Linked DNA regions of Hordeum vulgare: region 1 is linked to region 2. Evidence: chromatin contacts called from public Hi-C data. All regions are on one chromosome and are shown on one strand. Each heading gives the region's core, a stretch centred on a gene start, on an enhancer-like site or on the middle of the called end of the contact. The rest is flanking DNA. Distances are from core to core; before and after follow the strand shown. Region 1 has its middle 180 kb from the start of LOC123441942. Region 2 holds the start of LOC123440334 (serine/arginine repetitive matrix protein 1-like).

The links. Hi-C and Micro-C count contacts between places; a contact is called where the count stands out from the background.
Region 1: a contact with region 2 is called in a Hi-C map of leaf, with 4 times the contacts expected there. The contact joins the enhancer-like site here to the promoter of LOC123440334 in region 2. A contact is called at or near these places in 1 of 6 Hi-C or Micro-C datasets (leaf) and 1 of 1 datasets of contacts at active chromatin or transcription factors (embryo).

What each region holds. Positions count from the first base shown.
Region 1 is chr3H:510,133,423-510,136,776 of MorexV3_pseudomolecules_assembly, forward strand. No RefSeq gene overlaps it. Among protein-coding and RNA genes, the nearest start is that of LOC123441942, 180 kb to the left of the region's middle. Within about 2 kb of position 1,354, at least 3 of the 3 cell types and tissues checked have open chromatin away from gene starts, as enhancers often do. A contact at or near this core is called in leaf, where this site is marked.
Region 2 is chr3H:509,885,717-509,888,989 of MorexV3_pseudomolecules_assembly, forward strand. LOC123440334 (serine/arginine repetitive matrix protein 1-like) reads right to left here and starts at 1,649. Exons shown (of 1, transcript XM_045116906.1): 1 at 75-1,649. The coding sequence starts at 1,187. The coding sequence ends at 357.

The DNA of each region.
Region 1 (3,354 bases), core at 104-2,603, 250 kb after region 2:
TCTCTTATAAAATAGATATAATAAATGGTAGCTTCATCATGGTTGTTTTGTGTGAGCAGGTAGAGTGAGCAGGGGTATATATAGGTGGCTCCTAAATTCTAGTCGTTACACAAGTTTATGCACTACTCGATGAAACCGGGTAAAACCACTCGGCGAGACCGACTAGTACAAAAGTTCTGAACTTTAGGTATTTTGGTGAGTCCGAATGAAACAACTTGGTGAGACCGATGGGTGATGTTCTAAGCACTTTCCACACTTTGAACAGACCAACTAAAATCACTGAGTAATTTCGAGATAAAATTAATATTCTTCTCTCATTTTCGGTTTATAGGGCTCAATCTTAAAAAGATTAGGTTTTCGTTATACTAGTAGGCTCACTTTGAGTTCAAATGAATTAAAAAGCTTTGAGTCTCATGTCATATTTAATAAAAATGAGAGAATTAATGATCGTGCATGCATCTCATTCTTCATGCATCGTGCTAGCCCAATAAAAGAAAAGGATGTTGCATTTATTATCTCAAAAGTTGAATAAGTGGAAAATGTTTCATTGGAGAATTGTATCCACAAAATTCGTGTGATCCACTTATAATGTACCTTGATTAATGAGATTTTAGATTTAAACTTTATAAATAATAAAAAGGAAATAGGTAAGGGAAGGTTGGCACGTGCTCGTGGGACCGAAGGGTTATCTTGATGAGACGGGTATGGTTCATTGGCTTATAAACTGCACCGGGATATGTCCAAATTGTTAAATTATACGTTCTGCATAATTTGACTTCCAAATATTTTGAAACGTAATACAATTATCTTCAGCCCGAAATATGAGATGTTTTTTAGTTATATTACGACTCAACGCATTTTCACCACCGGGCCCGAGGTGCACGTGGACGCCCGGTCTCCTCTCCTCCCTGCTGACCACTCAAGACCGTGGAAGTATGTGCAGTTGACGGGGAAACACGGGAGGACTGGACGTGACCATATTGCCCCCATTCCTAGGATGCTACGATGTGTTCACACACGCAAACAAATCGGATGAGATTCGTTGTTTATTTCGTACAAAAACCGGATAAGATTCTGCCGCGTGCATAGTAATTTCGAGCAAACAAATGCACGTCAGGTCGCCTTGCTCCGTCGTAGTCGCTGGCTCGCAATGACGCAACACGCTAAAGTGTGCAGGCTGCAGCTACGCATACGCCCACGCGCCTACGCTATTAATAGACGCGTCGTGCTCGCGCAAGCACGCGATATACTGTGGCGTACAGTGAGAATCGAATCCCAGACCCCCGTATTCCATGTCGTACTGTTGCATCGGCCAGTTCCTGCGCGAGCTCATGCACAGCGGAGCTTTCATGTAAGTGCTACTTTTACGTCGACATGATGCAGCGTATCCGCGCGCTCTGGCCACCGGCCATGAGTTGTATAGTACTGCCTCGGTTCGTAAATACTCCCTCCATTTCAAAATAAGTATCTTAATTTTAATATAACTTTATATTAAAACTAGTACAAAGTTGAGACAGTTATTTTGGAACAGAGGGAGTATAAGTCTTTGTAGAGATTTTACTAGTGGACTACATACGGATGTATATAGACATAATTTAGAGTATAAATTCAATTATTTTGCTCTGTATGTAGACCCTTAGTGAAATCGATTAAAAAATTATATTTATGAATGGAGGGAGTAGCACGAGTACGTTTGTGAAGAGTCTCCGTGCAGTTCCGCAGTGTGCTGCTAGCAGTTGCATCAATCTGCTTCTGCTTGGACAACCTTTGCCGTACTGTTAGGCCATCCATTGATCGTAAACCGTACCATGTTGCTTCAGTGGGCGGTGGATAACTCTCAAGTTGCAGGTGCAGAGCGCGGCAATAAAATGGTACGCTTCGCTCGCATGCATTTCAGTTTCTTGCCGGCAAAAGTCCGTCCCGACGGCTCCGAGGGCGAATCGCTGCGGCATCGCGCTACAGCGGAGGATGAGGGCACGCGTGTGCTTTCACGGGCACGACAGGCAAACCCTTTGGTCCATCCGCCGAGAAAATTACATCTACGGTATCTGAAACTGATCTAAAGTTCAATTTTATCACTGCATTTAAAAAGGTCGAAATACACTTAGTGAAACGTGTCAGGTCACCGCTATCTTATCCAACGTATTTTGCTGACATGGTATGAGTTGACCAAGTTCTGCATCGTTGAATTCCTCATATGGTAAGCCTAGTCAGCGTTAAATCAGCCGCCACGTCATCTAACTCACTTTTCAAAAAAAAAATATCACTTAAATGGCCGCCACGGCATTGCCTCCCCCACGCCCCACCCCATGGCCGCCGCTGCCTTGTGCCGCGCCATCATGGCCTCTGGCTGGTCGCCGCTGGCGACCGCCAGCGAGCCCACCGCCGTTCCAGCCTCCTACTCCTCTTCTCCCTCTCCCGTGCTCCTCCTCTAGCCGGAGAAGAACAAGATTTGGAGCGTGGGGGAAGTTGTCCTGGGTCGATAGAGAGGAGGTGCAACACGCGTAGCTCGACGAATTTGGTGCGGTCCAGCCCTCCCGTGCTCCCCTCCGTTTCTCCAACCGACCTAGGCCGAGCTCTCACCTCTCCTTCGTTTCCCCAACCGGCCGGCGACGGAGCACGTGGACGACCGGCCGTGGGCACATGGGCGCGGTGCAAGGGCGTGTGGGCGCACACTCGTGCAGCCAGGGAAGGTGTGCGGAGGATGGGGTCGAACCGAGCTCGAGCTCTTCGAGCTTGTGGCCATGATGGCCATGGCCAACCGGTGACGGTTTGCTCGGGCACGACGGCTATGGCAACGAAAAAGGAGGGAAAAGAGAGGGGAACGGAGGAGGGCTCGCCAGGGGCTTGAATCCAAGCTCAGGAAAGACGGGAAAGGACCGTGGTAGTGGGAGTCGACCACTGACGGTGGCGACCCGAGGCGAGAACAGAGCGTAAGAGGGCGTCGTAGCCCATGGAACCGGGACGGAAGGGGGAGAAAGGGAAGAGAAGAGGGTGTCGCGGGCTTGTTGCTGTCGTCGGCCGACAGGGCTCCGACGGCGAGGTCGCCGGTTCGAGCGGTTCGCATGCGTCTTTGTTGGCTTTTGAACCGTAGATCAAATCATCATCAAAGTTTGTACTCGCAGTGTAGCTAGCAAGCTAGTAGCTTGATGGATGATTGATGGGTGGTCTGGCCGGTACATGGACGCGTACGTACTTGAGCTAGCTGATCGATTTCATCGATCAATTCTCGGCAGCTCAAAGCGTATCGACGAAACTCAGCGCAGCAAACGAATCGGTGGCCGTAGGCTCGTATCGAGCCTGTTAACTTTTTTTTGCTTTTCAATTGATCTTCTTGATCTTCTTGGTACAAAG
Region 2 (3,273 bases), core at 399-2,898:
CCAACACAACTCAAATCTTGTTCCAACTAGCCTACTTTTTTCTCAAAAACCGAAAGAAAATTGCAGCATAGCACTCAGAAGCAAGGCTTGACGATCTTTGAGTTAAACAGATGGGCAAAATACAACAAAGGATCACCCTCAAGAGCCAAAGAAGACGACCCCACCCCACCCAACGCGTAAGACAAAGGCCACCAGCATTTCGCGGGAAGGTGGCGGCAGCGTTACATCACCGCGAACCCGCTACACCTTTTTTCTTACTGCTGCTAGCCCAGCCCAGGTTAATCAGCACGCCAGCCACACCTAAACAGGGATTAGTGGAGAGGCATTCGAAGGAGGATAGCGGGAAATCGGACAAATCAGAGGAAGATGAAGCACTCCATGGACACCAGCGGGTTCTCCAGCGACTCCTTCCCCTCGCCACCGCCGGCGCCTTGGCCGTCGGCCCCGGCATTGGCCTCCGCGACGCTTTCCTCGCCTGCCGTGGTGACGGCGTCCTCTTCCGGCTGCGGGGGCGGGGACAGCGGAGGAGGGGCCTCCCGCGCCCGGCGCGGCGACGCGCGGCTGCACGGCCTGCTCGGGACGGGCGGCTTCCGCTGCAGGGACGCGACCGGGCTCGCGGCCCGATGCTGCTCCGGCGACGCCCGCTTCGCCGCGGGCGACGGCGACCTCCGCACGGAGCGATCCCGCGGCTCCCGCCGCGGAGGAGGGGACGGCGAACCCCGGCAGCTGCGGGACCGCACGCCGTAGGCGGCGGCGACAGCGCGGTCGCGCCGGGCTAGCCCCAGCTCGCCGGAGACGGCGCGCTTCCTGGCCGGCTTCCCCGGGGACCGCTCCGGCCCCGCCAGCGAGCTGGTCGCGACGGACGACTCGGAAGCCGCCTCGGACCTCTCGTCGGTGGCCATCGACAGGCAGCTCCCGAGATCGCTCACCGCGGGATCCACACTAGCCTTCACCTTCAGCACTTCCACCTTCAGCACGTCTTGCTCCTCCACAGCAACGACATTGGCGACGGGCTTAGGCGCGGCCGCCACCTTGGTGCTCGGCGTCTCCGAGAGCACCTCCTTGACCTTCTCCTCCTCCGGCGACGGCGGGGGCGGGGGGTCGCGGTCCTCCGGCTTGTAGCGGGGAGGGAAGGCAGCGGAGCCGTCTGGATGCTTCATGCGCTTCTTGCTGAAGCAGCAGCCCATCTCTCAAGCTGCCGCCGACGCACTGGGCGGCCGTCTCCGGCCTCCGGAGATCGACGCGGAGGTAGTAGTAATCAGTTGAGTGGCAGCGCCGCGGTGTTGTGTAGTGCTGGCGGTTGGGTTTGGAAAGGCTTCCTTCGCTGCGGGGTCCTGCTTCGATTTGGGAGAGGACGGAAGAGGGGCGTGGGGGCTGAATTTCTCTACGGCGTACGAGTAGTTAGTGAAGCTGGAAGTGGCAATCTTTTACGACTTGATGCTGTTGGCTTATAAAATAGGAGTACTACCATCGGTAAAGCCGATCTTGATTGCTACGACACCTTACAAAATACAGTACAAAATGATACTGTGGAACATCATTTTTATTTACATAAAGTCTATTTTACACACAAAGTCACGTGTAAACATGCCCGCGAGGGCACACGATGTCAGTATCACGTTAAGACCATCCACAACTGTAGTTATGATACGTGAGCCCTTGTACATCCATCGCCACGCGGCTCACTTCTTCATTTCAAAGATTTATTTGTTTTAAATAGCTTTAAAATTATTACATAATATTTTTAAAATTTATATTTTATTTTCATACATGGATCCTATCTCGAATAGCATTTAGCCATTTGTTGGAATCCAGGTCCACCGGTTCATTACTATCTTTAAGACATAATTATCGTACCACTCACGAACAATACGCGTCCTTGTCGACCTACGAGGTTCGGTAGTAACTTGATCTAAAGCTTCAGAATCATCGTCATTAGCTTCCTCTTTAATTGGTGTAGGCGTCACACAAACATCTTAATGTGTCGTGATACTCTCTAATTGAAGTGATGGTTCACTAACTTCATCAAGTTTTATCTTTTTGCCACTCAATTCTTTCGAAAAAAATCCCACACACATTAGTATGTATGATTTTTAACAAGTCACTTGCCCGTTCCATTGTATCGGAAAATAGAGTTTTTGGTCATCTTGCCCATGAGGCATGGCTCACATGTATCAAGTGATTCAAAATCGAGTAATTTCAAAAGTCCATCGGCATGGAGCTTGTTCCTGCTTTTTACAACAATATGACCTAAGCGGTAGTGCCACAAGAAAGTGGTACAATCATTACTAACTCTACATCTTTTGACATCAATGTTATAAACATGTGTATCACAATCGAGATTCAACAAGAATAAACGATTCACATTGGATGCATGACCATAAAAGATATTACTCATATAGATAGAACAACCATTATTCTCTGATTTAAATGAGTAAGCGTCTCGAATTAAACAAGACCCACATATGATGTTCATGCTCAACGCAGACACCAAACAACAATTATTTAGGTTCATAAATAATCCTGATGGTAATCGAAGAGCGAGTGTGCCGACGACGATCACATCAACCTTGGAACCATTTCTGAAGCGCACCATCTTTGTCCTTTGCGTGCCTCCGTTTATTCCATAGTTCCTGTTTCGAGTTACAAATATGAGCAACCGAACCGGTATCAAATACCCACACACTACTACTAGAGCTAGTAAGGTACACATCTGAAAGGACGTGGATGTCTCCTAGAGGGGGGGGGGGTGAATAGACACTTTAAAATAATTACGGTTTAGGCTTGAACAAATGCGGAATAAAACTTACGTTTAATTTATCAAGCGCAAAACCTAAAACAACTAGGCTCACCTATGTGCACCAGCAACTTATGCTAAGCAAGATAAACAACTAAGTGATAGCAAGATATATAACAATAGATAATATGGCTATCACAAAGTAAAGTGCATAAGTAAAGGGTTCGGGTAAGAGATAACTGAGGCACGCGGAGGGAAGATGTATCCCGAAGTTCACACCCTTGCGGATGCTAACCTCGTTTGGAGCGGTGTGGAGGCACAATGCTCCCCAAGATGCCACTAAAGCGAACGTAATCTCCTCACGCCCTCGCACAATGCAAGATGCCGTGATTCCACTAAGGGATCCTTGAGGATGGTCACCGAACCCGTACAAACAAGGTTGGGGAAAACTCCACAGCTTAATTGGAGGCTCCCAACGACACCACGAAGCTTACCCACAATGGCATATGGCTTCGAGTTGACCTCAAATGCTCAGG